Linked DNA regions of Mus musculus: region 2 is linked to region 1. The links are chromatin contacts, called in public HiChIP or PLAC-seq maps. All regions are on one chromosome and are shown on one strand. The core of a region is the stretch at or near the end of the contact, and the rest is flanking DNA. Distances in the headings are between cores, read along the strand shown.

Region 1 (4,275 bases), core at 1,150-3,649:
GGATCTGGACACCCTCAAAAATGTAAGCCTGTGTGTATATGTGTATGTGGGCATGTGTGAAGGGATTCCAGGGGTCTGAGCAGGTAAGAGACTATCTTTTCTGACTGTATACATCTCTCTGTAGGACTTCTGCCCTCCAGCCCTAGGTGATAATCTAATAATGGTCAATTGTCCTGGGACCCCCAAAGGACACATGTGGTCTTCTGAGGTAGACAGTAGTCAGTTTCCTGTGCCATTCTACTCACAGGTCACTGCCTAGCTGACATTCTGAGAGAAAGTATGGATTGCTTTTCTCCTTACTCTGACAAAGGCATTGTAAAGAAGGAAAGATTTATTGTGGCTCAGTTTCAGGAGACAATCTATGGCGGTGATGGAGGCAGGGTGCCAAGGGTGGTCACACTGTGTCTGCAGTTAGGAAGCAGAGAGAGATGAAGCCAGTGTCCCAGTCTGTGGGATGGTGGATCCCCAAAGCAGGGTGGGTCTTCCCTCGGCAGCAAGACCTTTTTGGAAACCCCCTTGTGTGCACACACAAAGGTGTATTTCTGTGCTGATTTAAAAATCCAATCAAGTTGAGAGCCAAGATTAACTAACACAAGAATCACTTCGGCCATGGTGACTGCAGACAGTGGAGAAGGTGACTTCTCATTAAGCTGGCCTAACATGTAGGATATGAGGCAGAAGCCATAGCATCTTCATGGCAGAAGAGCCACAAGGAAAGGCCACTCATTTAGCCAAACGGTCAGTCTGTGGAAGATTGTGACAGTGCCACGTAGAAGGGATAATTAATCCCTCTTGAGCCTCTTGTTGGAGTCCTAATCTCCTTTGTGAGGGGTCCTACCAGGTACCCCCAACTGTATACCTGACAGGACCTTGCCAACAATATACCTGACAGGTACTGTCTTAGTTAGGGTCTTACTGCTATGAACAGACACCATGACCAAGGCAACTCTTATAAAGGACAACATTTAATTGGAGCTGGCTTACAGGTTCAGAGGTTCAGTCCATTATCATCAAGGCAGGAACATGGCAGCATCCAGGCAGGCATGGTGCAGGAGGAGCTGAGAGTTCTACATCTTCATCTGAAGGCTGCTAGCAAAACACTGACTACCAAGCAGCTGGGATGAGGGTCTTAAAGTCTACACCCACAGTGACACACCCACTCCAACAAGGCCACGCCCACTCAAACAAGGCCACACCCACTCCAACAAGGCCAGGCCTTCTAATAGTGCCACTCCCTGGGCCCAGCATAGACAAACCATAACAGGTACTCTTGACTGCACAGTTATCAGGTAACCCCAACATGCAGCTACTACCTCAGTCACAGCACGCGGGTAACTCTTTCCAGACAGGAACAGGGTATTGATGTGCTGAGTGGTTAGCTCTCATTTTCTAGTTTCCCCGACCACCACGGGACTGCCTTCAATCTCTCCATCTGGAGGAGGCAGTCACCACTGTCTGTCGGGCTCAGGGAAAACTGCCCTTGACAGCTTCCCACACACAGGAATCACTGTGGGTGTTGCAGTTCAACTCAGCTCTAATGACTCCCTCACAGCACATAACTTTCCCAGCATATCGTGAATATTTTCCCAAACATACGAATATTTCCCTGAAAGAGTTTTTTTTTTTTTTTGCAAAGAATACTAAAGGACTTTTTAATGGCCCTGTGAAGTGGGTTTCAGACAGGAGTCGACTGAAAAAAAAAAAAAACCCTCTTTGAGTCCTCATTGAGGTGCATCCGGGGTACAGGGCACTTAAATATATGATGATTTGCTCTATGTAAATTGCTGAGGCCCCGTTCCCAGCAGGATCTAGCAGAGAATTCATGAGAGTGTATATTATGAAATATAATATGGCGAAGGGTGTACCTGGCAGGCCCACGCCAAGGTGTGCCCCTGAGCAATTTAAGCCGTGCAAGAGATCTATTATAAAGGGGTTTATTAGGGGAGGAGAGTGAGGATCTGGGATGGGGTAGCAGCAGATGAGTGGACGTGTGGACAGGCAGATGAACGGGGGTGGGGGCAGAGTATATGAGGGCAGATAAGGGGAGATGCAGAAGACAGAAAATGGGAGGAGGGAATGAGAACGTGGGGAAGGGAGGGGGAGAGGGGGAGAGGGAGAGGGGGAGGGAGAAAGGGAGAGGGGAGAAGGCGGGGAGGGGGGGAGAAGGAGGAAGGGAGGGAGGAGAGAGAGAGAGAGAGAGATGGGGTGGGGGTGGCTGGCAGTCCTTTTTATATGCAGCCCACACCTGGTGCACCTGGGTTGCTAGGTCCCTGGGAGGAGCCTAGTGGAATGGCCTGTAAGCTAGCAGCGTACATAAACAATGAACAAGCATTCCCAGCCACTGTCTTTACCCACTCTTAATGGAAAAATCTATTCAGGAACCCCACAAAGATGGAACTCTCACACTGTATCTGTGACCTAACAGAGCACACAGTTGTTCACTGTGAGGCGAGCTGAGAGGAGCTGGCCTTGAGGAATCTTTTTGTTTCTGTGTTTTGTCTTGTGACAGGGTCTTTTTGTGGGGCCCTGGCTCTTCTGGATTAAAGATGTATGTCACCATCCCTAGCCACCCATGAGAGGCCTTAACTCAGTCAGCTGTGGGCGGGGGTGGGGTAAGCTACCGTTCACTGAACAAAGTACCTATTTGAGTTGAGTAAGCCCTGCCTTTGGGCATAGCTATTTGAGTCAAATAACCTTTTTCTCTGGTGCAATTTTATGTTCTGCGTGATGCAAATGAAAAATGCGACATTCATCCCAGCCCCGGAAAGACTGCAAGGCAGACTCTGGCAAAGAGAAACGGACAGAGAGATCAGATTTCCGAGACAAATATAAGCACCTGCCACACGGCAGCCATCTCCATCTGGGCACATCCCACATCTTAAGCATCTTCTTCTGTATTATTAGTCTAATGATCACAACCAAAGGCTAAAAATAAGAGCAGCATTTACCACGAAACTATAGGCATTTACAAGCATCTGTGTGCATCACGGGGCATGGCACGTGTGGTGTGTGTGTGCCGGGGTGGGGGTGGGGATGGGGTTCTTCTGGCCATAGCCTGTGCCTTACTGAGAATTGTCATAAAGCGCTGAGTTAGAAGAGGTGGTTGAACATTGGCTCTCCATCCTCAATGAGACCCCAGACTCAAATGGTATGCAATAGCAAAGAGCGTGTTATTCTGCAGAAGTCCAGCAAGCTGGGGGGGGGGGGGTCTACCTGCATGAACTAAGACCAGAGTTTTCTTTAATCATTTTGTCGGGTATTCCATTCTTTCCCTCATTCTCTAAAGTCAATACCACTTGGCCAGACTGTAAAGTGACCCCATGATCAGAGAGCAGAAGGCTACCTTTGCCCTTGCCCTGACTCCTCTAGACTGAGATGGCCCCGTGTGGCTGCGCCCTTCCCTGGGCAGGGTCTGTGCACCTCATCTGAGTCTCAGAGCTTCTCGTGTACCATCTTAACCTTGCCACATGAAGCTGGAGTTGTTCACCAATAGTCTGCCTTCATGCTCAATGGTAACCTCTACCAGGGCAGGCCAAGTTGACGCAGACCGGTTCTCAACACACTGTCCAATTACAGATAACACCCCAAACATCCTACTAATAGATGACTGAGTCAAAGGGGTCTTGGCAGCATGTCTACTTTCTTCCTTCATAAAAGCTTTGCATGAAGATCTTACTTTCAAGACAGTCATCTTCTCCAGCCGAACCTGAAGGACACGCCTTTCTTCTGTTGCCCTCGATCCTAACTGCCAGTGGCTGGGCTCGGAAGAGGACAGTTTGCTGCCATCCTGGAAATGCCAAATGCTCTTACCCCTCACCCCAGTCTCCATGAAGACCCAGGAGGAGCCTCTCAGTAGCCAATGGCACATGCCTCTTAGAAGCCTCGAATTCTATCTTAGATAACCAGCCATGGCTGGTCCCCTCATCTTTCCTGAGAAGCTAACCAGTTAAATTCTGTGCCTCATATCCTTCTGGGTGCCATGGCAATCACTGGGATGTATGGAACTGTCACAGGAGTCAAGGACCTCACAGCCCAGTGTGTGTGTGTGTGTGTGTGTGTGTGTGGTTAGTAGTGTCTAGTCTGCTGCACCGGCAGTGAGAATCACTCCTCAGCGCTGCTGAGATACCCCATTGCAGCTCGCCTGGGTCAAGGCCACTAGGCTTCTTTTACTGCCCAGACTGGGCTTCTCATGTGAGGGCTTCAAAATATAATCCCTGTGCTACTTCACAGGAAACTTCTGTCATCTGCATTTCCATTTTGGGACAGGCTGTCCGT
Region 2 (3,803 bases), core at 1,261-3,760, 300 kb after region 1:
GGGCTATGCAGAGGTGATTTCTGTCAGACAAGCTTGGGTCTAGAGAACAAGTCACAGCTACATATTTGATTGGTAAAAACTCACTACTTAAAAAGCCCCAAAGTTACCCAGGCGGTGGTGGCGTACGCCTTTAATCCCAGCACTTGGGAGGCAGGCAGATCTCTGAGTTTGAGGCTAGCCTGGTCTACAGAGTGAGTTTCAGGAGAGCCAGGGATACAGAGAAACCCTGTCTGGAAAAAACAAAACAAAACAAAAAAGCCCCAAAGTTAATAGGTACCCATGTTCCTGTTTCAGCTAAAACCACATAAATAATCTCAGTTTGTTTTTTTTTTTGTTGCTGGGTTTTTTTTTTGTTTTTTTTTTTTTTTTTTGGTTTTTCGAGACAGGGTTTCTCTGTATAGCCCTGGCTGTCCTCGAACTCAGAAATCCGCCTACCTCTGCCTCTCGAATGCTGGGATTAAAGATGTGCGCCATCTCGCCTGGCTCTGTTTGTTGGTTTTTAAAATTGTGAATAGCTTGTTGAGATGGCCCTTCTCCACACAGACATGAGCACAGGGCCTGAGTGACTATGCTTCTGGTTTTGAAGTCCCAGCCTTTAGGCATCATCACAGGGAAACCTCTCATGTGAGAACTGGCATACACGTGTTCTAGCACATTTTCTCTGCAACCAGTTTAGAGAAGGTACTCTTCCATAACACCAAGCAAATTTGCATGTATTTTTGAGACAGAGTTGCTAGGTCCTGGAACTTTTTTTTTTTTTTTTTTTAAAGATTTTTTTTTCCCCCGAGACAGGGTTTCTCTGTATAGCTCTGGATGTCCTGGAACTCACTTTGTAGACCAGGCTGGCCTGGAACTCAGAAATCCGCCTGCTCTGCCTCCCAAGTGCTGGGATTAAAGGCGTGCGCCACCACTGCCCGGCTAAAGATTTTATTTAATGTATATGAGTACACTGTAGCTGTCTTCAGACACTCCAGAACCTTACATATGGTTTTGAGCCACCATGTGGTTGCTGGGAATTGAACTCTGGACCTCTGGAAGAGCAGTCCGTGCTCTTAACTGCTGAGCCATCACCAGTCCTGCTTCCTAGAACTTGTTATGTAGACCAGGCTGGAACTCAGAGATCCACCTACCTACCTCTGCCTCCAGAGTGCTGGTACTAAATGTACCACCACACCTGGCTTTTGAGTGTTGATTTAAAAGTACTTTAACGGCTTTACTTTAAATTACATATATGGGGAGGGGGAGGGGTGCCCGTGGCGGCCAGAGGCAATGGATCTCCCAAGATCTGGCACTACAGGTGGTTGTAGGACATCAGATTGCAATAAAGGGGATTCAGGGAACCACACTACTGGCCTCTTCAAGAGCAGTTCACACTCTGAACCACTGAGTCATCTCTCTAGTCCCTTTAATGTATTTTAGTCATCCTTAACACAAGGCACAACCTTCCTCCATGACTTCCTGAGAACCCAGACTTTATTCCAGCTGATTCTCCAAGACTGGTCTAGACCTAACATCCAATTAAATGTCTCTTGAGTGACTGCCGATTCAGGCATGAGACTTTTAGAAACATCCCCTCTTTCAAACACTGAAGACTGTATAAAGGTGCCTGATCGGACAGCCTCCATCCTGGAAAACAGAACATTTTAAGAGTGAGAATGTGGCACCAAAAACGTTATCTATTGCAAACGCTTACCACCGTGACTGACATCTGCATAAACCTTGTACAAGATTCAGAAACATAAAGATGGTGACTACTTACTGGAAGCAGATTAAGCCAGATACTTAAATCCTTAGGTTTTCAAAGTAGGAATTATCCTTGAAAGTGTCCGAAGACATTCCCCTTAACCTAAATTTCAGCCGACACGCGGAAATGAGTATGTGCCTCGCAGCACACGACCACAGGCGGGAATATTGCTATTCCTTTTCCTCTTACCCTAACAGTTGGCTACGGAAATGCAAACCTTAATTTAAAAAGAAAGGCGGGTCCGCCAACGCTTAGGCAGGCAGGAGGTTTATTCGGTCGAAACCGCTCCCAAAGGTCGGCCCCAGCACTGAATGCTAGAGAGGACGGGGCCACAGCACTTCCGACACGATAACTCAAAGCCTAAAGTTGCAAGAAACGTGTTACTTCGCCACAGAAGCCCCGGGCAGCAGTGGGAGCGCGGCGTGGGGCAGGGCCCCGCGTAGAACCCGGCATGGAGCGCCCGCGGTGGAGCTCGAGGCGCCGAGGCCCAGCCCGAGCCGCCCGCCAGTCCCGCCGCCCGGCCCACGAGGCGGCGGCGCCGAGCCGCGCGAGGTCTCCAGGCCCGAGCCAGCCGCCACGCCTGGACGTCACCGCCGCTTGCCTCGACCGGCACCCGCTGCCCGTCGCCTCCCCAGCCCAAGTCCCGGCAGGCCGGCCCTACTCACTTGTCTTTTTCGGTGCCGAAGATGGAGGCCAAGTATTCCGCCATTTTCGAGCGGACGACTCAGGCACGGCAGCCGACGCTGCCGACTACGCCGACGTCCCTCCGGAGACGTCACCCGACGCGACGACGCTCTCCCCACCCGTCGTAGCGACTCTGTCCAATTGGGAAAGGTGCTGCCAGCGCGGGGGCGGGACGAAGAGCATGAGGAGGCTCCGCCCCTACCCTGGCGCCTGCGCACTCCTTGGCGCCCGGGCGGGTCCCGCGCATTGCTTGCGGCTTAGGCTGTGGACAGCCGCTCCGCGCGTGCTCAGCACCGCTGTTTCCCGCTCCCGCCGCTGGGACCGCGCCCTCTCCCCTTGCTGGCCCTCCTGTCCCAGGCCTCCCACCAGTGCAGCTGTAGATAAGGGGCTCTGTCCGGCCTCCTGGAGGGCCTTAAACCACAGCATCCTCACAGTCACAAGGCTCACCTTCAAGTCACCAAATTTCCAGGCAGAGCCTAATCTCCGTTATCTCAGGCAGAGACCCAGGCTGCGGGGTCATCTTGGTTGGATGACTTTATCTGCTCTCTCTGGCTATAGAGCCACTTCCATCCGAGGACGAACCGTGGAAGAGGGTTGTGGGAAGCTGGGGTCTCCTCACAGGCTCTCACTAGTTAACCTGGTTACTGGAACCAGGATGAATGACCCGATCAGGTCCACCAGACCATTAGTTTGTTCATCCTTCTTTCTTCCCACACGCCCATTCACCCCTCACTAATTAAGCTACCCAACTATCCATGCCTCACCCATTCATCTTCCCCTGTCACATCTATTTATCTCTTATTTGGAGACATTAGAAGAATAAGCCCTGTGACACATATATAGACACAGGCTGCTACGATGTTTGTTTTATTGAGCGTGTTTTGTTTTTTGTTTCTCCATGGGATGGTCTTGTGTATGCATCAGGCTACATAGCTACTATGTACAGCTACAGATGACCTTGAACTTCTGATCCTTCTGAATCTCTTACCATCCTGAGTGCTAGGGTTACCAGTGTGTACTACCAAATAGGTTTATATGATGCTGTATGTTAAGCAAGCACTCTATCAACTGAATGACATCCCGAGCCTTGGTTGGTGTAATGTTTAAATCCACTTTTCTGAGTTATGGAGAAGAGGCTTCTGGGTATGTCTGTGAGGGCAGGGATAACCACTTCATACTTCGCCATGCATTGTATCACTGGGCTCTCTCTCCCTCAACTACAAGTAACTAATACAGCTGGTATAATATTGCTCCAGCTGACATGACAGAGAGTTTAAAAGAATACAGACCTGGTGACATCTATTCCTGTTGGTGGCCTTCTATGGCTCCCAAGGCTCTAAGTATACAGGCATCTTTCCACTTTTTGTTTTGTTTC

What was found. HiChIP or PLAC-seq counts read pairs in DNA pulled down with a chosen protein or histone mark.
Region 2: a contact with region 1 is called in an H3K27ac HiChIP or PLAC-seq map of oligodendrocyte precursor cells, with 5 times the contacts expected there. The contact joins the promoter of U2af1 here to the enhancer-like site in region 1. A contact is called at or near these places in 8 of 39 promoter capture datasets (the C10 cell line, cranial neural crest, embryonic stem cells and 4 more), 1 of 15 datasets of contacts at CTCF or cohesin (embryonic stem cells), 5 of 484 Hi-C or Micro-C datasets (embryonic retina, embryonic stem cells, stem cell-derived epiblast-like cells and 1 more), 4 of 115 datasets of contacts at active chromatin or transcription factors (acute myeloid leukemia, large pre-B cells, memory CD8 T cells and 1 more) and 3 of 9 other capture datasets (adipose tissue, liver and pancreatic islet).

What each region holds. Positions count from the first base shown.
Region 1 is chr17:31,353,707-31,357,981 of GRCm38.p6, forward strand. No RefSeq gene overlaps it. Among named protein-coding and RNA genes, the nearest start is that of Pde9a, 30 kb to the right of the region's middle. Within about 2 kb of position 2,400, at least 28 of the 459 cell types and tissues checked have an H3K27ac peak or open chromatin away from gene starts, as enhancers often do. A contact at or near this core is called in oligodendrocyte precursor cells, where this site is marked.
Region 2 is chr17:31,656,244-31,660,046 of GRCm38.p6, forward strand. It overlaps U2af1 (U2 small nuclear ribonucleoprotein auxiliary factor (U2AF) 1), which reads right to left and starts at 2,511. Exons shown (of 8, transcript NM_024187.4): 1 at 2,410-2,511. The coding sequence starts at 2,453.